Linked DNA regions of Mus musculus: region 1 is linked to region 2. A link is a contact called in public promoter capture Hi-C data. All regions are on one chromosome and are shown on one strand. Each heading gives the region's core, a stretch centred on a gene start, on an enhancer-like site or on the middle of the called end of the contact. The rest is flanking DNA. Distances are from core to core; before and after follow the strand shown. Region 1 holds the start of Cd44 (CD44 antigen). Region 2 holds the start of Ldlrad3 (low density lipoprotein receptor class A domain containing 3).

Region 1 (6,365 bases), core at 2,633-5,132, 720 kb before region 2:
ACTAGCCTGACTTAGTCTATTATTGAAAATGAGTCATTTGTGGCACCAGGGCAAGCTGTCTCAACCCCTCACTGAACTATCGGGAAGAGACAGCCAGCCCTTCCCCTATGGGAGAAAAATCCTAATAATAATTTCTACAGAATTTGCATGTCTCTCTGCAGCTTGCAGCGCACTTTCAGTCAGCTCCCCCTTATCTTCTTCCACACACCTTTGGGCAGTATTGTTTACTGAACAAGTGCAAAGCACACCAACAAAGCAGGTCTGAGGTTGTTTTTCTTTCTTTCTTTCTTTCTTTCTTTCTTTCTTTCTTTCTTTCTTTCTTTCTCTCTCTCTCTCTCTTTCTTTCTTTCTTTCTTTCTTCTTTTCTTCCTTTCTTCCTTTCTTTCTTTCTTTCTTTCTTTCTTTCTTTCTTTCTTTCTTTCTTTCTTTCTTTCTTTCTTTCTTTCTGTTTTGTTTGTTTGTTTTTCAGAATCTTTTGTCAAAATGAACTCTCTCATGGTATTCTGATATAAAAAACTGACACACCATGTCATGCAGGCTGAGGGACAAGGGAAGAACATAGCTCACTGTGAATCTTCAGTTTGGCCTCTGTCCTTTTCTGAAGGGCTCCCAAAGGAACCCCGGGGTTCCACAAAACATCCTTCCTAGTAACTACCTATTTCCCTTCTTTCCTCCAAAGCAAGTATGACAAAAATTACTCTTCATTCATAATTCCCCACACTCACTAGGATGTTTAACCCAAGAGGTGGAGGCCTTTATAATTTGAAATAAATGGTCTCTAGGTCTCAAACAACAGAAAGGCCAGCTCTTTCCACCTACTGACAAATTCTAAAGTGCTTCTGTTCAGATGAGGCTGAGAGGTGTCTTCTCCGTCTCAGAAAGGCAGACCGTTGAGTCACACTGCCCTGCCAGGCACAGACTGGCTAGATAGTGGTCCAGTGATTTTTGTAGCCCGATCACTGCTATCGATGTCTTTAAACATACTACCATAAGGCTCTCCCTTATTGAAAAACCCACAATGAAGTTGTGAAGGGGCATAGCACTGTGAATTAACTAAATGCCACTTTTCTGCACTTGCATGTATATAAGACAGTAAACTTAAGTGTGTTTCACACAAAAATCATTTTCAAAACATTAAATGGCTCTCGGCTTTCTATAAGACTAAGTGCAAAGTTCCTTGAAGTTTACAACCTGGCCCCTTCAGAGTTCTCTAGTCATTGTTCTTGCTGCATACATTCAGACTCTTCATCTGATATAATATTCAAGCCATATATATATATGTATATATATATATATATATGTATATATATATATATATATACATATATATGTGTGTGTGTATATATATGTGTATATATATACATATATGTATGTATATATATCATACAAAATACACATGTGTACAAACATACATGCATAGACACATCCAGTGTTTAAGAGATGCAAGGCTTTCAAAGCTGTTCCTTCATTGTCAGTCCTATGAAGTGAACACTACTATTGAACCCGTTTTTGTATTCAGGGAAATGGAGGCATATAAAAGCTCTTTGCCTATCTTGAGGCCATAAAGTAGTAAGCAGCCAGAACAGGACTGAGAGATAGGTACTCTAGTTTTGAATGCCTGTTACTCCTCAACAAGAGAACTCCCTGCGGGGGACCTGTCCCAGCAATGTCTCAAGGATTCATTTTCTTTCCACACCTTGGCCCAAAGTATCATCTTTCTTGAGATGTCACATTAGTGTTTCCAAGAAAATATTGTGACTTCTTTCCTCGGACTGCAGGACTGGTGGCATCCTAAACACACACACACACACACACACATACACACACATACACACACACACACAGAAAGAGACAGAGACAGACAGAGACAGAGACAGACAGAGACAGACAGAGATAGAGACAGACAGAGACAGACAGACAGAGACAGACAGAGACAGACAGACAGAGACAGACAGACAGAGACAGACAGAGACAGACAGAGACAGACAGAGACAGACAGACAGAGACAGACAGAGACAGACAGAGACAGACAGAGACAGACAGAGAGACAGACAGACACAGAGACAGACAGAGACAGACAGACAGAGACAGACAGAGACAGACAGAGACAGACAGAGACAGACAGAGACAGACAGAGATCCTTCTCAGCAGATCACTTTCAGAAAACCCAAGCTTCATATGCAACCTTCAGAAGATGAATTCCCTTATGTAAAATGGCTCAGTATTTACATATAACCCACACATATTCTTCTAATCGCTGCTGCATATTTGTAGTACCTAACAAAGTGGAATGTCGTGTATTATATATGTGATACATAGCAGTTAAGTTGTGTGGTTCACAAAATAGTCAAAAGCAAAAAGCTTGTAGATACTCGGAACAAATGCAATTCTTACGAATACTTTTAGTCTATACACAGAAAAAGCTGGCTGAAAAATAAAATGATTATTTTTAATCATTTTAACAGTTATTAATTGTGTGTATGTGGCAGGCCTGTGACAGGTAGAGGACAACTTGCCTAAGGCACCATGTGGGTTCCAAGGATCTAACTTGTCCCATGCTTGGCAGCAAGCACTTTATCACTGTGCCATCTTCCCAGTCCTAGCTGTAGTTTGCAGTATATTTTATACTGCAGCAGCCACTGGCTTGTGTGGGAGCTAGTGCCTAGACCAAACCAGGATTGCTTCTCTTGAAACCCTCTGGCACTCATTACGTGCTTGATGAATAAATGGATGGACAGGTGGCTGTGTACATTTCTCTCACTTTCTCAGTTTCTTTCAGTAAATCCCAAAATATCATTTTCCTTCAGAAATTCTGGCATGATTCATTCCGGGTCCTGCCCTGGCCATGCCTTCTGTGTTTCTCATTCAGCAAGAAGTCCACTCAGATTTAGTTCACATTAAAAATAAACAGAGCTTTTGATATCCAAATTGCAACTTGCAGGGTATTAGAGAAGATAGGGAATTGCAATTTTACATACGATTTTCCCCGATTTTCAGCCTTGAGATTTCTCCCTTGAAGACTATGGCAAATGTGCATCCCTCTTTGAAATGTATCAAGATGTAAAGGGGAATTTGAATGTATTAAAGTTTGCAGCAAAGAGAATATAAAATGTAAACAAGAAAGAACAGTTAAATGTGTGAGTGGATATGGGGATGGGTAGAATGAGAGACGGGAACCATGTATGTGCGTCGGGATGGATAGGAAATATGATGAACAGATATGAGCTGAGGAGGGGTGTGAAAAGGATTGAAAAGTTGTGCAGGTGGGCGAATACAAGAATTGGTGGGCAGGTGTAGTATGGCTAGATTAGTGCATTTGCAGAAGGAAGATGGGTGGACAGAGGAATGGATGGGTGGATTGTGAGTCCGAGAAGGATTTAAGAAATTGGTAGATATTTTGAGAGCATGAATGAAATGTGTTGAGCACCCTTGGGTTTTCCCCGGATCAAAGATCAGATGAGCGGTTTGGACTTCTCTCAGAGGGAAAGAGGAAAGAACACTCCCACAAGTTCCCCACTTTTCAGTCCCCACCCTGGCCAGGAAAGCACTCTCCACTAGGATGGATCTCTCCCTCTCCCTCTCTCTCTCTCTCTCTCTCTCTCTCTCTCTCTCTCCCTTCAGCCTCTTTCTTTCTTCAGTTCCTCCCTAAGATAAGTCCAGCTTCCTCAGCTTCCTGGGAAAACCAGTCTTTCCCTAGCCAGGTTCCCAAGTTTAGTGGCAAAGGAGAAACTGGAAGATTTAACTGAGAGGGGCGAGGTCTTAGAACTCAGTCATTCTCCTTGTCCCAGGCAGCGCTTCTCATAGGCTGGTAGGCTGGGCCAGGGTAGGAAGCCTGTGGAGTGGCCCTGGAGAACGTGGGCGCACGGGGGCTGGGGGGGGGAGGGGGGCGGCCATTCTCTTCTGTCCAAGAGAGCAGGGCAGGAGTGCAGGGGCAGTAGCGAAAGCAGGCTGGTGTGTCTTTAAACTTCCGTTGGCTGCTTAGTCACAGCCCCCTCGCTTTGGGTGTGTCCTTCGCGCGCTCCCTCCCTCTTAGGTCACTCACTCTTTCAAAGCCTGGAATAAAAACCACAGCCAACTTCCGAAGCGGTCTCATTGCCCAGCAGCCCCCAGCCAGTGACAGGTTCCATTCACCCTCGTTGCCCTTCTCCCCACGACCCTTTTCCAGAGGCGACTAGATCCCTCCGTTTCATCCAGCACGCCATGGACAAGTTTTGGTGGCACACAGCTTGGGGACTTTGCCTCTTGCAGTTGAGCCTGGCACATCCACATCAGCAGATCGGTGAGTGGCCCGCCACCGCGCCTGAGGACTCCAGCTGGATGCCTCTGGGTTGAATCGCCCTGGGGAGGGACTGTAGTGAATTGGGCTAGCAAAGCAAAGCTGGGATTTGGGGCTATGCTATTGGAAAGAGTTTACGCCTGGGAAGTGCTGCTTTGGTGAAAGGAAAAGAGAAAGGGAGAAGAAAGTTTGCTGGGCAAGTTGCCCGCAGATTTTGGGCGAGGTCCCCATGCTTGCTGGAGCACATGGCTCAAAAGTAACTGTACTCTTGGATGCCCGCAGCCTCTGTCCCGACTAACAGGCTCTGGTGCTCAAGGGCTCCCCAAGCCTGGCTAACTGTGGCTAGGCAGGTAGAGGCAGACACTGGAACAGACCTGTAGAGCACTCCCCAAGGTGTGCACATAGCTACAGGCCAGAGATTGGGCAATGAGCTTTTCAGAAAGGAGCCTTGAAAAGCTGAAGACAGTGGGTCCCAGCTTTGACTAGTTTTCGGGGCTCTTAAAGTCAGCTTTGGTCACCAACGGCTTTATTTTAGCTTGTGGGAGTTTGAACTGGTTTGTGTGAGGCTCTGAGTGGCCTAAAGGTTCCAACATGGACCAAGGAGGACACATAACCGGAGCAATAATTCGACCAGCCGCGCAGTGCTTGCAGTCTAGGCAAAGTCAAACAGCAACAGGGTTCATATTTGCTGCCTGGCAGCCTCAGAGCAGGAGGGGACCTGTATCAGGGTAACCTGTGAACTTTAGCGCAGTCCCTAATATCCCATCTAAATGTGGTTGGTGACTTTGGTGGCTGTGGAGAGGAGGAGCTTGGGCCAAATATCCAGTATGGCTCATTTTCAAGCGTCCCCCCTCCTTTATCTATATATGAACAGATAATTCCACGAAGGCTTTGGTTATCATCAGCATAGTTAAATTTTCTTTGAAGAAGTGCCAGCTAGGTCATTAAGTCAGCTCAGACTTCAGTGAGTTCCTCTCAACAAGAATTACTAAATCCAGTTCTGGGGGTAAGGGGTGCCAAACTGGGTTTTTTTTTCTTTTTAGACATGGTACGTTGGGATTAGAAAATCGCACCTCCATTGTTGAATGTTAAATTTTGAATGCTGATGCAGAAGTAATGCAAATAATAATTGCAGTAGGACACTATTGGCCATTTGTGTGTGTGTTCTTTGCTGTGCTATGTTAGGTAATTCACATAAGCTATCTCATTTTATCCTCATGGTGATTTGGTGACAAATGCTCCCCCCAACACCTTACCAGTAGGGAAACAGAGGCTCAGAGAGGTTAGGTGACTTCCCCTAGTCACACAGCAAGGAGTGGGGCTGGGTGTGAACTTGGGTTCATTAAGTTCCCTAGCTTAGACTGCCATGGGATATCTAAAAGCAAGTGCTAGACAAAGTTGAAAAGACCTTCAGGGACAGTAACAGTCTAGCCAGCAGAGGCTGCAGTGGAGGCTCCCATAGGGAGCCAGAGCTCCTAGGATCCATTGGAAGGCAGAAACATTCAGGATGGATGAGGGAAGGACAGAGAGAGCCTGGACCTGACCTCAGAGGACAGGAGGAAGGTTGGCACACTGCTCCCACCTTTGTTGGGGCTGAGGAGCCGAACTCCCACATTTTCCTGGCCTGTCTCCCGGCTATTCTAAAAGGTCTACTCCCAGATACCTGTTGCCCTTCCAACCCCCCCTGGAGTCAGGTTCTGAGGCCAGCAGGCTCTCTTCTGCCTTGGGGTTTCTACCTTCTTGTTGTACAGTGTGGCTCCAGGACAAGTAGAGCTGGTGCCAGTAGCAGCAGCTCCATGGACCCTGGCTTTCACGCCCTTGTAAAGCCGATGAAGGAACTGAGACTCTGAAATGAGATGTGACTTAGCACAGGATGTGTGTGAAAGAGAAAGGGGAGGGAGAAGAGAGGCATCATGGTTGCCCCATTCTGGGAGTGACTGGTTTGGGAAGATGATGAGGAAGCACTGAGACCAGCAAAGTTGCTGGTGGTGGGGCTGAGGGTGGGGAGGGTGGGGAATGGAGGTGGAGGGGCGTTGGGGAGGGGTGGCGTAAGAGGAGGAAGCATCCATCACTGTGCTGGCAGTCAAAC
Region 2 (6,634 bases), core at 1,659-4,158:
CATTCCACACGTGAGATCAGGGAACAACCCACAGAGCTAGTTCTCTCCTTTTACCAGGAGGGGCTTGGGGACTGAAGTTAGGTCATGATGCTTGGCAGCCAGTGCCTTTATCAGCTGAGCCGTCTTGTCAACTTAGCTGCATTTAAATAAAGTGATGAAAGGCCTATATGTTTTAATATTAAATTTTACCATGTGATCAAAGTAAAATTATTGCCTTTTCCTGTTCTTTTTGGTACTCAGTCTTTAAAATCTACTTTGCATATTATGTTTAAAGCGCCAGCCATTCAGAGTAACCACAATACAAGTGCTTATTGCAATCAAATGAAGCTTAGCTTAAGGGTACCATATTCTACACTGGAGGTCTGTAAAGTTCAAAGACAATGCTCTCTTGTCCATTGCTGATGGGTGGGATATACACTATTGGTTAGTTTTATGTCAACTAGACACAAGCAAGAGTCATTTGGAAGAGGGACTCTCTGTTGAGAGAATGCCTCCTTCAGATTGCTGTAGGCAAGTCTGTAGTGCCATTTTGCTTTTGATTACTTGATGTGGGTAGTCGATGCTGTGAGGTGTGGGTGTGTGGCATGCCACTTCCAGGCAAGTGGTCCTGAGCTGTAAAGAAGCTCTGAGCAAGCCACGAGGAGGAGGCAAGCACGAGCAGAGATCCACCAAGGCCTCTGCTTCAGCTCCTGCCCCTTCATGATGGGCTGTGATCAAGATGACCAAACGGAAGTAAATCTTTCCCTCCCTAAGCTGCTTTTCGTCATGAGATTTAACCCAGCAATAGAAACCTTTACTATACCCTGCACTCATAATGAATCCCTAAACTCCTAAGGAAAGAAAAAGTAGAAATATATCTATGACAAAACTGTGCAAGGGGTTATTCTCTTGATAAACTGCAGGTTACTGCCCCTACTCCTGTACTTGTTCTTTGGTTTCAGGACTGGCCACAGGTGTGAGAAATTACATTGTTAAGGGGACATACAACTTCATTCAAGGAGCAATATAAAATAAATAACAAATTTCGAGTCATACAAAGGGAAGGGTAAGGGGCTGGGGTGGAGAGATGGCTCATCAGATAAGAGCACTGACTGCTCTTTCAGAGGTCCTGAGATCAGTTCCCAGCAACCACATGTGGCTCCCTATCATCTGTAATGGGATCTGATGCCCTCTTCTGGTGTGTCTGAAGATATATATATACATATATACATATATATACATACACGCACATATATAGATATAATACAATATATATACACATGTATGTATGTATATATATATATATAAATATATAATTTTTTAAAAAGTGGAAGGTAAAATTTCTATCATTTTGGATAGTGCAAAATATTTGTTAACAGACATAAGACAATTTCTCTCCTGAAATCCTATGACTACATTAAATGTGAATTACAAGAAGTCATTTCCCAGCAGTGTTAGCTTGACAATTTAAACACATGTGTTTTCTCACTCTCTCTCCACACACACATGCACACACACTCTCTCTCTCTCTCACAATACACACATGCTTACACACATTCTCTCACACACACATACTTACACACACACTCACACACATACACTCGCACACCACACTACGCTCACATACCCACATGCATGCACCACACACACACACACACACACACACACTCAGCAACAGCTAAAGAATGACTTTAATTTCCAGCAGGGAAAACTCTCAGGCTCAGTGGCTTTGGGGAGTGGGAGCTGCAACCCAGAAATCTTTTCCTGGGAGTAGAATTGTATTAAACGCTGAAATTAACTTTTGTTTATTGAGCATTTCCATGATCATAGCTCAGATCCAGTGGCCACATCATCTTTGAAGCTGCAGATAAGTTCTGTGTCTTATGGTCTTCTGAACTGGGCTTGTTCACGGTGGTAAGTAACGATGTGTGGCTGTTGAGAATGTTTTCCCTTCCTTCCTTCCTTTCTTTTCTTTTTTTTTTTTTCTTTTTTTTGAGCCTCAGAGACTTCATTTGTGTCACAGAAACATTACTGTCTGTCTTCAGAGGTTGTTGTAAAGGTAAAGTGTGACCATGAGAGTGCCATGCCTGAAGCAGACTAGTGCCATCCTCCTGCAGCTTTCTGGAGGATGCTAAGTGAGATTCAGCTGTTCTGGTCAGTGTTTGCTGTAATGCCATGAATAGTAATGTTATCGCCTTGTAACAAAAGACTTTTTGGTGAAAGCAATAACCCAGTGAATGCACTCAGTCTTTTGGTTAGTAACCTAGATGCAGCTTAGAGGAGCACATGGACTTAAGGCAATCATGGCTTCCTCTGGGGCTGGGGGCTCATTTGAAGGTCTAACCAGAGAAGGTCAATTGCTCTCAACTGCTAAGTCATTTCCTCAGCTCCATGATAATAGGCTTTCCTTAAAAAACAGTGTATAATGCCCAAACAATGGAAAATGCATAAAGTTTTGGGGATTTAAAACTCTCCTCAGTGTTCTTAGATCTCAGGATGAAATGTCTTCTCTGCTCCTCCAGTGGCTCCAGGAACTACCATCCTGAGAATCACCCCCCCCAGTTTATTAGAAATGCAGACCTGTTGAGTGGAAGTGAGCTTTATAACGGGGTCGCCAAGCCTGCCTGATACATTTTGGAGTTTGAGAAGCAACGGTCGTATTTCACTGTCAACAATGAAAAAAAGTTTTCTCCTAAGAACCGGTTCTTCAAACTTTTTTCTTCCATCTAGGCTCTGGGGAGATGGTGACTCTCTCATCCCCGCAGGATGCAGGAAGAAAGGGAAACCGGCCGAGAGAAGAGCCGGGGCAGTTAAGAATTCCTCGCAATTTGACCCCTGAGGCAGCAAAAACTGGATCCGCCGGACCTTTGTAACCTGGACCGTGGAGGAGAGCTCAGGCGGCCACATTCAACTGTGAGCGTGCAGAACTTGGCTGAGCTCTCTGGCCTGGGAGGGCGGGGGCGTGGCTGGGCCGGCGAGAGGGCGTGGCCGGCGCCGAGAGGCGGGGTCTGACCGAGGCCGCGGGGCAGCAACGTCGCTGGGCAGCGGAGCGGCGGCCGCGCCATGTGGCTGCTGGGGCCGCTGTGCCTGCTGCTGAGCAGCACTGCGGGTGAGTGGGGGGCGCGTGACGCGCTTCACCGAGCGCCGGGCGCGGGGGCTGCCTCGATCGTCCCTGCTCCGCGCGCGGGCCTGGGCTGCGGGCGTGGGTGTGCGCGAAGGGCGGACCTCGGCGCCGGGCTGGCCGGGACCCCGCGAGGGGCCGCGGCGGGGCGCGCGCCGCGCTATTGTGTGGGCCGGCGCACCGGGTGCTGTTGTCGTGTGTGTGCGCGGGCGGAGCTTTGTGCGGCGCCGGCTCCCTAGAGCCGGGCGGCCGCCCGGATTGGGCGTAGTTCGAGTGTGGCTCTGTGTGCTGGGAACCGAGGAGGGAAAGGAGAGGACTCCACTCTTGATTTCGGGTCTTCCCGGATTCCCTCAGCCTTTAACATACACTTTTCTGCCTCAGTTTCCCATCTACGCTCTCCCCGCATCTGCATCCCAGCTTCCTTTCTCTTCTTCCCTGGACCGTGTCTGGTTTGGGAATAGCGAGATGCAGTAGGGAATGGACATGGAAATCATTCGTTCATCCTGGGAGCAGATCTTTTACTTCTGTCGTCTGTCGAAGATGCCTTAACCTTCAGGGAGCAGGGAAGGAAAAGAGGACCGGGGCTTCCTCTAACGGCCGTTGGTCCCTGCATCTCAGAGCGCGTGCATCCTGAGACCCGCAGGGTCCCTCCCAGACAGAGTGCTGTTCCCAGGAACTTTTCTGCTGATGTGGGCACGCTCCGAATTCCAGCTTGGAGCCCTTCCCCTCTGCCTCTGCCCGCTGGCCACAGCTGTCAGCAGCCCCTCCACAGCTCTGCCCGCCCTTGGCCCCTGATGCTTATTTCTGGGCAGCTGATGCTCACAGAACTTTCTTTACTGAAGATTTCATGCTCTGTGGCCGTATCATTCACACGTCTAATTTATGTCGGATTTTTCCAAATACTTCCAGAAAACTTGGCTGCTGCGTTGTGTTTGTTGTGAGGGAAGTCAAAACCTTTCTGAGCTACCCCTTGCAGATGTCCAGCAACCCTCCCTTCCTAGAAGTTGCAAGTCCTGTGCATCCTCTCAAATGACTGGCCAGCGGGACCTCCCCCTCCCCCATCATCCCCACTCCTCTGAGACTCCATTTAAATGTCTTGTGGGCTTGCTCAGTTTCCAGTGAGGGGTTAGGCTCCTGTGGCTGCTGTAGGTTTTTTTTAAAACCAAGACTGAGGGTTTGTGTTCTGTTTGTCTGGAGTTATGGGGATTGGGGGGAGGGGGTTGTGGAGAAGGAAGGGAGGGCAAAGTGAATTAGGCAGCTATAAGCAGGTGCAAGTTATTTGGAGGTTGTTAGAGCAGGCTCAGTTCCAGGGCATCTCAGACATGAAGATCTGCCCGGATTCACACATTTAATTCACATAGCAATGGCATGTCCCTTGGTAACACCCCAGCTGGCTCCTCTGTGTGTTCTCTGCTTAGGACCAGTGGACACTAATTATCACATCTTCTTGTTGTACTGGGTCGCATGAGTTGAGTTCACAAAAAATTATATGTTTCTCCCTTTCAGCAATGGTTATTTAATATGCCTGTGGACGTATACCATAGAGCAAGGAAGTGCAGTAGTCACCGTGAGCCATAGTTGGGGTAGGGGAGGGACCGCCAGTGTTCCTTGGCTGAAGTTAGCTGTGGCTTTGGATTACTGAACTTGCTTTAGGACCTTTAGGTGGCTTGAAGCCTTTCCCTGTTACACTAAGGATCATCTTTTAAGTGTGAACTATGTCTTGAACCAAGTGTTGTAGGAAACAAGGGTTGGTTGTTGAGCCAACATCTCCCTTCCTAGTCCTCAATCCTTCCCTGAGAAGTTGCTAATACCAGAGAGGTTGTAGAGCCCAGGACTTTGGAAGGTTTCCTGTAGAGGAAACCTGGGCTCTGAGTTGAGTATTAAGTCCAAGACTTGGGCCTTTAAGATTGTGGCTGTTACTATTTTCTCATGTATCCTGTCTGGCAGCGCAGATCACTTCAGAGTTACATCACGTTGTCTGATGCCCCATTTTCTGGCACCTGGATGCTGCACGTGGTGGGCTTAAGTGTGTGAGTCTTTAGATAATTCTAAAGCGGGTGTGAAAATGAGTGGTTGGTTGCTGCATCCTCTCCTTCTCTGGCTAGCTTTTGGTAAGACCCCTGAACATCTCAGGGAAGAGGCTTGGTTTCCCTTCCTCCTACTAGAAGCAGTGTGCCTATTAACCTTTCTTCTTGAAGAATCTGCTTCTCGGCCTGAGCTGTGGGTGGGTTTTGTTTATTTTTTTTTAACTAGTTGAGTAGTTGCAAGTAGTCTAGCCTAGCCTAGCCTAGCCTAGCCCCACCCAACGGGGTAGATGAGACTGCTCAGAAGTACAAATAAACACACCTTGTTCCTTTTCATCTTCAAAGGATTGTCTTTGGGGCTCCCTCCTGGGGTGTGAGGTGGCTTTTGTTTTGGTTTTTGGTTTTCCTGATAGCCCACTAGATCGAGCATTTAATTTCTGTGGAGGAGGAAGCAGATGGAGATTTGAATGGTAGATGGCAAGTTGGTTAATTCCTGGTCTTAAACCCTACCCTATGCAGGGTTAAGTTAGTAGTGGGCTTGTGTGTTGCCACCGCTGTTTGGCTGTTGCTGTTTCTGTTTTGGTTTATTGATGAAGAGTTTCTGTAACCCAGGCTGGCCTCTAACTATTATCCTTGAGCTAGATATGTAGTTGAGGCTATCTTCCTGAAACTTGCTCAAGTACTGAGATTACAGGACCCACCCACCCTATTCCTGTGATGTTGGGAATAAAGGAGGGCTTCACTCTAGCTAGGGAAGTGCCCGTGGCTAAGTGGGGCATTCTTAAGTCCAACAGTTCTGAAACAGTTGAGAATTTTGGATCAGGAAATTATGCGATTTGATGATACTGTATAAAAAAGCCTTGTCCTTTTGCATAGGGAGGTTAGGGGACTCCAGGATGTGTGACCCAAGTCACTACTTGAGATGTCCATCTTGCCACTGAAAACAGCTGACCTTCTCCACTTTTTCCAGAGCTCAGGTAGCAAGGAGCAGGCAGCATGTCATTCCGTGGTTCCCAAGAGACTGATGGCTCTCCAGGGCACCGTGGTGTCAATGGAACCTAGATTCTAACCCAGGCTTTTCTCAGAACCCTTTCCTGGCTTCTCTTGCTAATACCGGCTTGATGGAAATTGCTACCGGGTCTGTTCTGCCAGAGACTTTTGTGATTTTAAAACAACCACCGCAGAGTTTGCCCATGGCCGCCGTTTACTTCTTCAAATCTGTTCATTTTATGGATAACACCCAGAACTCAGTGGTCCCTGAAGAGCTCACAAGTGTTCATGGAGAATAGTTCCAATAAATCTCAGTCTTTATGTGGAGATGTAGGGTAGTCTCAGTAACCTCACCTCTCCCATGCATGAAGGTGAGAATCTTGACAAGAAGACACTCTAGGCCAGACACTACTGCTGATCTCAGTAGTACCAACCTTAGGGTGCTTACTGGTCGGGCTTTATATTTGTGTTTCTAACTTTTCTTATATGTTTATCATTTTGTATAAATGTAAATGAGAAG

Evidence for each region. Promoter capture Hi-C pulls out the DNA fragments that hold promoters and counts their contacts.
Region 1: a promoter capture Hi-C map of pre-B cells shows a contact between it and region 2, with 2.1 times the contacts expected there. The contact joins the promoter of Cd44 here to the promoter of Ldlrad3 in region 2. A contact is called at or near these places in 1 of 39 promoter capture datasets (pre-B cells) and 1 of 115 datasets of contacts at active chromatin or transcription factors (pancreatic cancer cells).

Annotation. Positions count from the first base shown.
Region 1 is chr2:102,899,182-102,905,546 of GRCm38.p6, reverse strand. It overlaps Cd44 (CD44 antigen), which reads left to right and starts at 3,882. Exons shown (of 9, transcript NM_001039151.1): 1 at 3,882-4,279. The coding sequence starts at 4,201.
Region 2 is chr2:102,182,734-102,189,367 of GRCm38.p6, reverse strand. It overlaps Ldlrad3 (low density lipoprotein receptor class A domain containing 3), which reads left to right and starts at 2,908. Exons shown (of 6, transcript NM_178886.3): 1 at 2,908-3,088. The coding sequence starts at 3,043.